Regions from separate parts of the Mus musculus genome. Here region 1 is linked to region 2. A link is a contact called in public promoter capture Hi-C data. All regions are on one chromosome and are shown on one strand. The core of a region is the stretch at or near the end of the contact, and the rest is flanking DNA. Distances in the headings are between cores, read along the strand shown. Region 1 holds the start of Tram1 (translocating chain-associating membrane protein 1). Region 2 has its middle 3.9 kb from the start of Gm39595.

Evidence for each region. Promoter capture Hi-C pulls out the DNA fragments that hold promoters and counts their contacts.
Region 1: a promoter capture Hi-C map of pre-B cells shows a contact between it and region 2, with 3 times the contacts expected there. The contact joins the promoter of Tram1 here to the enhancer-like site in region 2. A contact is called at or near these places in 1 of 39 promoter capture datasets (pre-B cells), 10 of 484 Hi-C or Micro-C datasets (CD4 T cells, Sertoli cells, Th1 cells and 7 more), 4 of 115 datasets of contacts at active chromatin or transcription factors (effector CD8 T cells, embryonic limb bud, microglia and 1 more) and 3 of 9 other capture datasets (adipose tissue, liver and pancreatic islet).

The regions. Positions count from the first base shown.
Region 1 is chr1:13,586,567-13,592,539 of GRCm38.p6, reverse strand. It overlaps Tram1 (translocating chain-associating membrane protein 1), which reads left to right and starts at 2,630. Exons shown (of 11, transcript NM_028173.5): 1 at 2,630-2,940. The coding sequence starts at 2,818.
Region 2 is chr1:13,423,114-13,429,575 of GRCm38.p6, reverse strand. No RefSeq gene overlaps it. Among named protein-coding and RNA genes, the nearest start is that of Gm39595, 3.9 kb to the right of the region's middle. Within about 2 kb of position 2,550, at least 280 of the 459 cell types and tissues checked have an H3K27ac peak or open chromatin away from gene starts, as enhancers often do. A contact at or near this core is called in Sertoli cells, Th1 cells, adipose tissue and 12 more, where this site is marked.

The DNA of each region.
Region 1 (5,973 bases), core at 1,381-3,880, 160 kb before region 2:
GGAGAGAGAGATGGAGGGAGGGAAGGAGAGAGAGAGAGAGAGAGAGAGAGAGAGAGAGAGAGAGAGAGAGAGAGAGAGAGAGAAACAGAGACAGAGAAACAGAGACAGAGAGAAACAGAGACAGAGAGAGAGAGACAGAGAGAGAGACAGAGAGAAAGAGAGAGACAGAGAGAGAGAGAGAGTCCTGGAGGCAAAGGAAGTCAAGGATGTAGGAAAGGCAGCCGCCATACTCCCAGCCCAGCCAGGCTTAGTGGTTCAGAGCTATCATCTCAACATTCGGGAGGATGAGCCAAGAAAACTGCAGTGAGTTTGAAGTCGCAGGACCCTATAGAGTTTGAGACCAATTTGAGTTAAAAGAGTAAGACCCAATCTAAAATACAAAAAAAAAAAAAAAAAAAAAAAAAAAAGCAACAAAAGTAGGAAGCCCCCAAGGACGTACTTCCCGCATGACCTCACTGCCCAGAGCTTCTATTACCTCACAATAGCCCATCAGCCCTGGATGAAGCTTTAATACACAGTTTTGGGGAACATTTAACATCAGAACAGTAACACTGTACAGGTAATCTGTACAAGGTTTCTTTTGGGGATTAAATATACACATACTAAGGTTGTGTTAACAATTGTGCAACTCTGTAAATACATGATAGCCAATAGGAACATACACCTTAAATTAGTGAACTCTATAATTTTTATATCCAAGCTCTGTTAGAATATAGTGTGATCATAAGATCAGGTTGGTTTGGTCAGCCTTGGTATCTGTGAAGACTTGAAGGAACCACAAACTCTGCTAGGTAGAGAAGACAAGAAAATGTTCCAGACAAAGACAAAAAATGACACAAAGGCAGAAAGGAGTTTGGGAAAGCATGCCATAGCTTCTTAGTCTTCCGCAATGCAAATCAGAGTCAGGAGTGGGGGAGACTGAAGGACAAGACCAAGCCTGTTTTGGGCAAGCAGGACCAGATCATGAAAGGATAGTTTTCCATGAAAGAAAAGGAGAAAACAGGAAAGAACAGTGCTTTCACAAAGAACATTCTAGATGGGGAGCAAGTGGGAACTGACCTGGAACTAAGTAAAACACAATGTTAACCAGAAAGGAAAATAATAGCTAAGTCTAGTGCCCCGCTCTCTTGAGCCTTGAAGAAGCCCCTTGGATAATTGAGGTGGACGCCATCACCCTCCCAACAAATGAAACCTACTGGCTTTGCTTCCTCGTCAGCTGTCCTAAGCTTCTCCTCCTGGTGCTTCAGCTCCACTTAACACATTGCACTTTTAAAATATTTTAAAAAGATTCTCTCTCCAGCATGAGAATGTAAGCCCATAATGATCAGTTAATTTGACATTTCCCTTATGTTCTGAATCCCCAGTGAAGTTTCTACTAGGTCAACTCTCTATCCTTACTTGTTGAGCCAATGGATACATAAGTAAGGGAATTGAGCCTCATAGAAGTAACTTGTCTGTAGAAACACAGGCAATAAGTTGAGCATAATAATAAATTGACGCAATAACCACTTTTTTTTTTTTGATTTTTCAAAACAGGGTTTCTTTGTGTAGTCCTGGTTATCCTGGAACTCACTCTATAAACCAGGCGGGCCTCGAACTCAGAAATCCGCCTGCCTATGCCTCCCAAGTACTGGGATTAAAGGCCCGTGTGACCACTGCCGGCAGTAACCACCTTTTTAAACTACCATGATTACACTGGAAATGTAATATTCCAGGCCAGGCCCCCTCCTGGCTATACTATAGCGGTGGGAATAGGGAAAGAGACTGAATTGCCTGGATTTGGTGCTATATTAGATGTCAAAAGGCTAATAAAAAGATGCAACCTAGGATTTTAGCTTCTGGACTGGGCAAGTAGTGCACTTTTTCAGAAAAAAATAAATACCCCGGGTTAAACAGAAGTAGGAGAGTGGAGGATTTGGCAAGGGATCCCTTTTCACGATTTCTTGGGATTCCTAAGTAGTGTTAATACCATGTAACAAGTAAATCTAAACTTCCAGTGGGGACCGGGGAGTTGGACAGGACAGAAAAGAGCTTAACTCTGAGGTAAGCAAGCGTTTAACACTTAGGGGATTTTTGGTTTGGTTTGGTTTTGGTTTTTGATTTTTGACTTAGAAACAAGATGCTTCTATGTAGCCCTGGATGGTATTAAACTCAGAGCACTTCTCCTGCCTCAGCGTCCCAAACAATGGGACTACAGGAGTCAACCACTAGCTCATCCACAGCAACGTTGGAAGGCTCAAACTCGCGAAAAGCCCTTGAACAAGCAGGCTACTTCGTTTTTCCAAATTTTCTAGACGGTGGCTATCGCTTACACAAGTGGCCAACAAGTGTGGAACGTGGTAGCACCAAGGCCAGGGTGGGTCGGGAGGGCGCGAAGGCACCCAGCAGCCGTGCATGCTGCAGCAGCACGCGAAGGTATGAACCATTCCCAGGAAGCTCGCGCCCCAAACGACTCCCAACTCCCAGCGCGAAACCTCCGCGCGCCACTCGCGTTCCGCGACCTCCAGCCCACAGGGGGCGCTGTGGGCCACCAGGTGCGGCCACGGCGCGAGCGCGCGGTTTCTTCCTGGTGCGCATGCTCGCCACCGCTGCAGGCTGGCCTTTTTTTTTTTTTTTTTTTTTTTTTTTTTTTTTTTTTTTTTCTCGGGCCGCCCCGGCGGCTGCGTACTGGCTGTGGGATGGGAAGTGAAGCCCCAGCGAGCGGCTGCGGCGGGGCTGTGCGGAGCAGCCAGCGGGAGGCGGCGGCGCGGCGGTGAGCAGCCGAGAGCTCGGAGCGGGGCGGAGGAAGCACCTGCAGGCACAGGCGGCGGCTCCACCATGGCGATTCGCAAGAAGAGCAACAAGAACCCGCCGCTGCTGAGCCACGAATTCTTGCTGCAGAATCACGCGGACATCGTCTCCTGCCTGGCGATGCTTTTCCTGCTGGGGCTTATGTTCGAGGTGAGCCCTCCTTCCCGGACCCCGGACCCCTGGCCAGGCCCGCCGACCCTAGCGTACCCGGCCGGAGCTGCGCAGCCCCCCGCGGCCCTGCAGCCCTGGCCCGGTCCGGCCCGCCGCCCCCTCCCGCGCCGCGCAGTTCCTGCTTCCCGCGAAGGGTTACGTGGCAGCCGGCGAGGGGCCGGCGGGGGTGGCGGGCGCGGCCGTGCTGGCCCTGCGCGATGGGCGGACCCGGGGCCGGGGCAGCGGGGCCGGATGACTAACAGGGACCCCTGCTCGACCCCGACCCACGGCCTCGGCCGCTGCCTGCGCGGAGGGCGAGGACCGGGTGTTCGAACCCGGTGGCCCCCTGCCCGCCGACGGCCGCTCGTCCAACTTTCCGCCTGGGCTCTGGACTCTGGGTTCCCGGAGCATCGGGTCTGATCCCGATGCGAGGCTCGCAACAGCTGTGTTGAGGAGTTGAGCGATTTCCTTTCTTGAAGCAGAGGCGATGAGACTGTCAGGAGTGTGTAAATTCTCTTCCCACAGATCTGAGTATTTTGATGACTTATTTAACAGCTGTTGAATGTGGGTAATAAAGTTTGCAAGGTGAACCTGTAACATCCTACGGGTTTTTTTTTTTTTTCCACCTTCCTCAGTACTTCCGCCCACTCCCCTCCCCCTTCCATTTTTTTTTTTTTTATCTGTAAGCCACTGAGTCTCATTAAATATATTGATATATTGATGATTACCATTTTGTCTCCTCTCTCCCTGGCATGTAACCTAGTGAGGATAAATATTTTGTCATCCATTTTTACTAGTCTTTTTCCGCTGTGAAGAATCGAGCTTTAAAGGTTTGAGTTGAAAGCAAGGAACTAATGAAATGAGACAGCCAGTGATGAAAAGTGATTACGATTTTGTTTTTTGTTTTCCATGGAGCCAATTTGGTGTCATTAGATAATTTTCTATGTTATATGATGTTTTTTCTCTTCCAAAAGTCTTTTCTGAATCTACATGTAAGTACTTCTTGTTCTTGATAGTGTCACAGATGGTTGTAGCCACTTAACTAAGGAGGGTTGCAGGGTGAAGGGCAAATAGAACTAGTCAGAACGCTTACTAGATAACCCAACTCAGATACGCTGTTCATCCTCCCTTACATCGCTTGTACAGGCCTCACAGCTGCCGTTTGAGGAATCAGGTAATTCGGCTTAGAGAAGTTTGACAGTATTATATGAGTGGGTGGTATTTACATATCTAGGGTTTGATTGTGGCCCTGTAGTAAATGCTTGCTTTGATTATTGGTTGTAGCGTGAATCTAGGAGTTTTATGGCTGACCTGTACCTCGAGTCTTTAGTGCTTGGTGCTCTATTGCTTCTGCGTGGCTCAGAAGTATGGCTCTGGGTTCAGTTATAAGCAACATACACAATGTATGTTTGTAATCTCTGAATTTGTGAAAACTGTTTTCTTGCTATAGTATTAAAGGTACCTCATGGACGTGGCCAGTAGGCATTTGTCACCATATGCAGGAGAGTTGTGAATTCAAATCCAGTGGCAACTACATAGTGAATTCTAGCTCTGAAGACCACTGCTCACCTCCGCTTCTCATCCTGACAGCCCCTGCCTTCAGAGGTGTGCTGATCTGCTGAGCATACTCACAGGCTGTAAGGGAAGGAAAATTGACAGCAGAAGTCTGGACACTTAGAAATGCCACAACCTCAGTTTTTATATAAACTTCTGCCCTATTTTTCTAGGATGGTCACTATTACATTAGTGACTTTTTTTTTTTTTTTTTTTGGAGGTAGAGACTTTTTGTGTTGTCCTGGCTATCCTGAAATTTATTAATGTAGACCAGGTTGGCCTCAAACTCACAAGAACCACCTGCCTCTGCCTTCTGTGTGCCGGATTAAAGGTTTCTGACAGTAAGTGGATGCTTTAATGCTAACTAGAAGCTTTTAAATCACTCCAGAAAGGTGTGCTGTTAAAATGGTGAGCCGAGCAGAGCAGCTCGTGCAGGTCACTTATTCTCCTTGACCATATGGTAACGACGCACGCTCGTCGTTCAGGGGCAGGAGAAACTGACAGCGTGGGCTTTGGTGTGTGACTTTGAAAATAATTGCTACTTAATCTCAGTCTAACTTAGAAGTACAGCGTGCCTGTGTGCTGAAATAAGAGCGAGGATGGTATTTTGTGGAACTACTAAGCCTTTTGTGGACGAATACTGAGGAAATATTAGAGGCTTTGTGGTAAATAAATAAATTAGGTGTGTTACCAGCCAAACAGTCAAGCGCTTGGGAATACTCTAGAAGCCTGCACTCTGTAGCTGATTCAAGTTAGGGAATATGCGAACTTGAGTTTCCTTCTGTCTAAATGGGTTATCCAAAGACTTTAAGTTAACTGATCTGCATATTGCCTCTCTCAGTTTATGGCTAGTCCTTAGTAGTTCATCCAGGTTGGAAAACAGATGACAAAAGTTTTAGTGACTGTGTGTGTGTGTGTCTGTCTGTCTGTCTGTCTCTCTCTCCCTCTCTCAAGGTTGAGGAAGAAGTAATCTGTTTGAGGGAAATATTTGACTTTAAAAACTTTATGATACAAATCTTGTAAATAATGTTTTCTTTTCACAGTCAGTGTTGTCTTCAGAATGCAAAAATACTAATAGTGGTTTTGTATTTAAAGTAGGAAAAATTGAACAATAAAAAAAGATGTAAGAGTACTCTGGAAGCTTGCTAGGAGGGATAATATGGAAGAGTAAAAAGAGGTTCACAGACTAGTTCTGAAAGGAGGGCCTGTGGGAGGTTGGCCAGGGGTCTGCAGGAATACACAGGGATCTAACTTTATATCTAGATTTACGTGTGCACACTTGCACACACAGACCTTTGCACCATAGCACATGTGTAGAGATCAGAGCACTTACGGGAGTCAGGTCTCTTCTCTCAACATATGTGTTCTAGGGTTGAACTCAGATCAGCAGGTATGACAGCAGGGACCTTTCTCCACTGACCCACATGTTTTATTGCTGTTTGTTTTTAGTTTTTATTTTAAATTTTCTACATGTATGGA
Region 2 (6,462 bases), core at 1,301-3,800:
TAGGTTAAGAACAAAGGCTCAGGCCTCAGTGGCATCTTGTTCAAACAGGGCAAGAAAGTAAAGCTGTAACTGACTCTGCCTCGGGAGCAGAGCCCGAAGCCTTCAGGCTCACAGAGGCTTGTGCAGTGTTTGGTGGATTCGGAAGGACTGAGCATCTCTTGGATGGCTCTCTGCAGGGACACAGGAGGCGTGGCCACTGTCATAGGCATTGACATGATCTCTGTGCTGCCTACATTGGGAGCTCCCTACAGGATTTTTTTGGAAAAGTTTTTTTTTTTTCTTTTTTCTTTGAAATGATTGTCTGGGCTTGTTGTGGCTTGTCTGAAGGTCATCGGACAAGTGTCTCCAAGATGCTTTCCCCCTCAATCTAGACATCTGGTAGATGGTTTGATGAGACCTGAGCTATGACTCTGCTCTGTGTCTTGAGGACAAACGACAGACCAAGAATTTGTAGAGCTACACAGTCTTTGTTAGAATGTGTTTATCAAGTGACAACACCACTCTTAATCAATTCTTAATGATGTCCAATCAGAAATTTAGTCATGATTGTCTTGTATGTTTGTTTTCCTATGATCAGAGATAGAGTCCTCTAGTGTGCTTGAATTTCTGATTTCAAGGCAATTGAATGAATTGTTAATTAAGTCTATTTAGGGAGATCTCATTGGAAAGTGAAGGGCTATTCAACAGATGGGGTATGTTCATGGGGAAAAAAAGAATGCTGTGTTCCATTGCAGACATGGCCTAGGGTGAACACTGACCCTGGGGATTCCAGAGAAACACAGGTCACAGTCAATGGGACATGTGTTCTTACCTCTCCAGGTCTTATTACCCCTTTGAGTATAACTCATAAGAAAAGAAGCCCCACACCAGATGGAAATACAAGAGAACTAGACAAATATCTCAGCTCGCTAGAATCCATCTTAGGGATCCTCTAAGAAAAGTCAGGTAGGGGGAAGTGGGAAACTGTAATAGGTTTGGAGGGGATTCATTCCAAACTGTGATATAGTTATCACTGAGGGATGAGGGCACAGAGACATGGAGCGCCAACTTTACAGTTAGAGGTATGAATGTCAGAAAAATGACTCCGAGAACTACAGGAAGGATCCACAGCTGAGGCTAGAAGGCTCAGTGTGCATGTCTACACCATGACCTCTCAAGGTGTGTGATCCTCAGAGGCCTGCTACTCGAGGGACTAAAGATGACAAAGCTATCAGGGGAGCTTTTAGGGTCCCAGCACAGAGACAGATGTTGTCCTGGCCATCTTGACTCAAGCTTTCCTCAGGCCTTCCAAGTCCACGGTCCTTAAACTGAAGTGCAGCCTTCAGAATAAGGAGCAGAAATAGCCACAAGGAGGGTGGAGCCAGCTTGCTCTGAGGGGCTTTTTGTCTGGTGATTCTGTGACTAAAGATAATATTTGTTTATCTTGTAGTTTAACTTGTGTCTTGTAATCCAGCAAGCTAGAGAGAAAAATGTGGAACTACAAGTGAGTTAGTGAGCGATCCGATCCGTCGTACAGGGTATAATTTGCAGGCCTGGGACAGGCTGCAAGAACACAATCAGCAGTTAGGAGAGAATGTGGTTTTTCTGCACTCTCTCCAAGCCGACAGAAGGATAACTTGAAAGTGCTGATTGCAAAGAGCATTTGCTACAGACTCAGCTGCTTCACTCACAGAAACAACTGTATTGGAAACACGGGTTTTTTTTTTTTTTTTTTTTTCCTCAACACTCTAAATTCCTACATAGTTAGATAATACCATAAAACTAAAATCCTTCCAGAGTGCTCCAAAGCCACAGTAAATGGAAGACTTTAAACTTGTCAACCAGACATCAGAACGTGATTAAGGCAGCTCTAATACCATGTCAGCTGTTATACCAGAGTCAGCTGTTATACCAGAGGGATGGGGACGCGTGGAGCATCAAGAAGATGGCTCAGTGGGTAAAGCCTTGCACACTAAAGTCCGTTGACCTCAGTTAGATTCCCCAGAACCCACATAAAAAATCCAGAGGTGGTGGTGCACATCTGTAGTCCTCAAACACCCACAAGGAGGCACGAAGTGAAGACAGAGGAATCACCTAGAAGCTCACAGGTCAGCGAGCTGAGTAAACAGAACCTTAGAAACAAGAGAGACCCTGCTTCAAACAATAGAGGAGGGAACCAAGTCCTCTGGCCTACAGCAGGGCACAGATGCATCAGAGTTACTAAGGTGACATAAAAGTACCAGCGAACACACTAATGATCATAAGTAAAATTAGTTATTCTCTACGACTGGAATGAAAGAGCCACTGTGTTTGCCTGTCATTTCCGCTGTTCAGGAGGCTGAGGCAGCAAGATCACGTGAGCTCAAGGGGTTAAGGCAAGCAGTGGGCATCTCAGCCAGCTCTTGCTCCCTACAGAGAAAAGACAGACAGCCAATGAGATGACTAAGGGGGAAAGGACATTTGCCACCAGCAAGCTTGATGATCTGAGTTCAATCATTGGGGATCCACGCAGTGGAGAGAGCAGACTGCAGCAAGCAATCTGCCTGACCTCCACACCCATGTCTTGGCAGGCGCGAACTTCCCCACCCCCTGTCGTACGCCCCACTCCACCTCACCCCACCCCCGCGCTCGCACAAACATACGCAGGCAATTTCAAAAGAAATACGTAGATAGAAAGAAGAGGAGAGAGAAGGGGGGAAATGGGGGAGGGGGAACTAAAGAGTTCAGGCCCCAGGATTTAGCTCAACCGGTAGAGTACTTGTGTAGCACGCATAAAACCCTGGGTTCAGTCCCCAGCTCTGCATAAAGCAGATGTTGTGATCCCTGCGTGTAATCTCCACTACTAGTGAGACCAGCCTGGGCTACATGAGATCATGCGTCAAAATAACAAGGAAAGAAAGATGGGAGCAAACAAAGCGCAGAGAAATTGCAGGAAGGAGTCAACTCGGCCGGCCGAGTCTGAGTCTGTCCGAGTCCGGCAGAGAGTTCCTCCTCCCTGCCGCTGGCTCCTCCTCGAGCTCTGGCCACAGGCTAGGCTCAATAGTATTGAAGTGGCGCCAACAGCCAGTTAGCAAAGCAGCGGGGCAGCAAATTGATTATACAGTTAGCTGTGGAAAAACCGAATTTCTTTATTAAGGGAAAATGAAATCCGGTTAATTGATGCTGCCACGACCCTACCCCCACCCCACCCCCCACGTGCCAGTTACCCCACTGCCTCTTTTGGCTCTTTCACTTCGCTGTGAGGCTGAAACGCGGCCAAAAAAAAAAAAAAAAAAAAAACCGACAGAAGCTTTACTCATTTAAAAATAAGGCAGGTTTTGAGCCGTCCCCGCCCCGCCCCGCCCCGCCCCCCCCCCCCCCCACTTTGCATGATGATTTTTCCAGCTACAATTACTGTAACTCACTCATTATAGAGGATAGCATGGCAGGCAAACAGGCAAGGGGGGGAAAAGTGTGGTAAGACAGTTGGCAGGATGTGAATTGGGAGCCTTTGCCATCTAATTTTAAGCAGTATTTATAGAGAGCACCCATAATACAGCATTCAATGTCTCACAGAAAATCTCTTAAGTAGTAGAAACATTTACTGAAGTCATTAGTGCAGCTCATGGACACCAATGAGGGAAAAAATTAATAAGGCTGCTAACTCCAAATTGAAAGGACAGGATCTAGGTGGGTACATCTTCATGGTGTGATCTCCAATTATAAAAACCACACGCCGGGGTTACCTCCAGACTCTAAGATGACACTGATGATTCACACAGTCCCAGAAAGCTTGCCAAAGATGAGCATTGTATGTACAGTTTTCCTTTCTAAGTCCTAAAACAGCTCCAGCTTGCGAGCACTTGCCAGACTCCTCCTTTGGGATCACTGGGAATTCCCAAATAGTTATAAGACATAATATAGAAAGAGTATGTATGCCCTTTGTCCAGGCTCCTTGAAAGCAACATCCTGTAGTTATAGCACAAATCTTATCACCAGGAAATGTGCATTGGTAAAAAAATCTAGCAGGCTTCTATGCATCCATTAAGTCTTACATGCTTGTATGTGTGCAAGCTCATAACGTGTATGTGTTCATGTCAGCATCATCAGTCAAGATACATCCCAAGTCCACGTGAAGACCAATCTTGCTACTTACTCTCTCAAAGCCTGGCCACCATCTTAGACCACTAATACGTTTCCATCTCTGAATGCGGTCATTTCAAGGATGTTGTAGTGAGTGGGACCATACATCTCAAGACTGACTTTTCATTTGCTACCAATTCATTGAGATTCATCAAAGTTGTTGTATATATATATATGTGTGTGTGTGTGTGTGTGTGTGTGTGTGTAATTTACTCCTTTTCATTGTTGAATAATATTCGATGCATGGATGGATTATTTGTTTAATCACTCATCTTTTGAAGGAATTGTGAGTTGTCTTCCAAATTTCGGTCGTCAGAAGTAAAATTATTGTAAAGATTTGTATATAGGTTTTATGTAAGCATCAATTTTCATTTTCCTGAGACAAATGCCCAGAATAATTTTCATATGTTGTGTGTGTATACACTGTGGTGGTTTGAGTGTGTTGTGTGTGTGTGCACTGTGGTGGTTTGAGTGTGTTGTGTGTGTGTGCACTGTGGTGGTTTGAGTGTGTTGTGTGTGTGTACACTGTGGTGGTTTGAGTGTGTTGTGTGTGTATACACTGTGGTAGTTTGAGTGTGTTGTGTGTGTGTACACTGTGGTGGTTTGAGTGAGAAATGTCCTTCACAGGATTCAGATATTTGAATAACATTTGGTCCTAAGTTGGTGGTACTGTTTAGGAAGCTAAGAAATATTCAGGAAGTGAAGCCTTTCTGGAGGAAGTATGTCACTGGAGGATGGCCTTGGAGAGTTTATAGCCTAGCTTTGCTTCTGGTTGGCACCCTAGACTTCCTGTGTGTCTCTCAACTTCCTGCTTTAGCAACCAGCTCATCCCTCTCCCTGAAATTATGGACTCCTTTTCTGGAACAGTAAGCCAACATGAACTCTTCTCTCTGTAAGTTGCCTTGGTCATGGTGAGCTAACACAGCAACAGAGAAGTGCCTGATGCAGCAATGTAATTAGTGTGATCATTGTCTTAGACAGGAGATAAAATATTGGGATCTGTAAGACGGTGTGGTGTTTAAGAGCTTGCTCTGGGGCTGGAGAGATGGCTCAGTGGTTAAGAACACTGACTGCTCTTCCAGAGGTCCTGAGTTCAAATCCCAGCAACCACATGGTGGCTCACAACCATCTGTAATGGGATCTGATGCCCTCTTCTGGTGTGTCTGAAGACAGCAACAGTGTACTCATATACATTAAATAAATAAATAAATAAATAAATAAATAAATAAATAAATAAATAAATAGTTTGCTCTGCTCTTGCAGAGAACCTCAGCAGGCTCAGCATCTTGTTCTGGTCTCCAGGCATGTGTGGCACACAGTGTGCAGCGCACACACGCAGTGTACAGTAGACACAGTGCCAGAGAAAGCAAAGCAAAGACTGTATCATAATATAGTAAATCAGGGCGATTGTCCAACACTTGGGAGTCAGCAGCAAATACATTGGGTACCTAAATATTATGAAAACCATACTAAAAATGGCCCACAGTAAAAAGGGGATAGAATTAGCTACTTGGCAGCATGGAGTCTCTGACTATAAGCAAGATGTTCTGCGTAGCAGTTTCGCCTCCTCTCAGTTGAAGGCAGCTCAGAGTGGAATGTAACCGTCCCTGAACCTGCTTAGAGAAGCCCACTCAATGAATAATGTGAAGCATGGTTTAGGTTTCTCTCATGTGCCAGGCATAACTATCAGATGTCCGCACTGGCCCTGTCCTCAGGGACTCCTTCCTAGTGAGTCTGCTGCTAAAGGAGTCACACTTTGGTAGCCACTGCACGAGTCACAGCCCTAAGTAGCAACAGTATGTTGCACAAGTGAGACAGATGCCCAGGGACCTGAGCTGGGCCTGAAGCGACAGGATCGAAACAAAGACTACAAGAGGAAGATAAATCTTTGACAGTCGGCAGAGGCAGAGGCAAAACCATCAGATGGAGCAGGAGAGGTGGTTCGGCAGTTAGGAGTACTTGGTGTTCTTCCAGAGGACCCCAGTTTGGTTCCTAGTATCCATAATTGTCTGTAACTCTGGCTTGAAGGGGTCTGACACCTTTATCTGGCTTGAAAGGACACCCAGACACGTGTCACACATGCAAGCACATACACATAAACAAAAACATTTTTTTTTCAAAACCAGTAGTTCCACATCTTTGATTCCCGCACTCAGGAGGCAGAACTAGACAGATTTTTGAGGCTAGCCTAGTCTACAAAGCAAATTTCAAGACAGACAGGACTAAACATAGAAACCCTGTCTTGGAAAACCGAAGGAAAATAAAAGCCAGTGTGGCGACTATTGTCTATAACCTCAGCAGTAAGACTACGGAAGGAGGCTTGCTATAAATCCAAGGCTAGTCAGGGCCGCTTGGTAGATC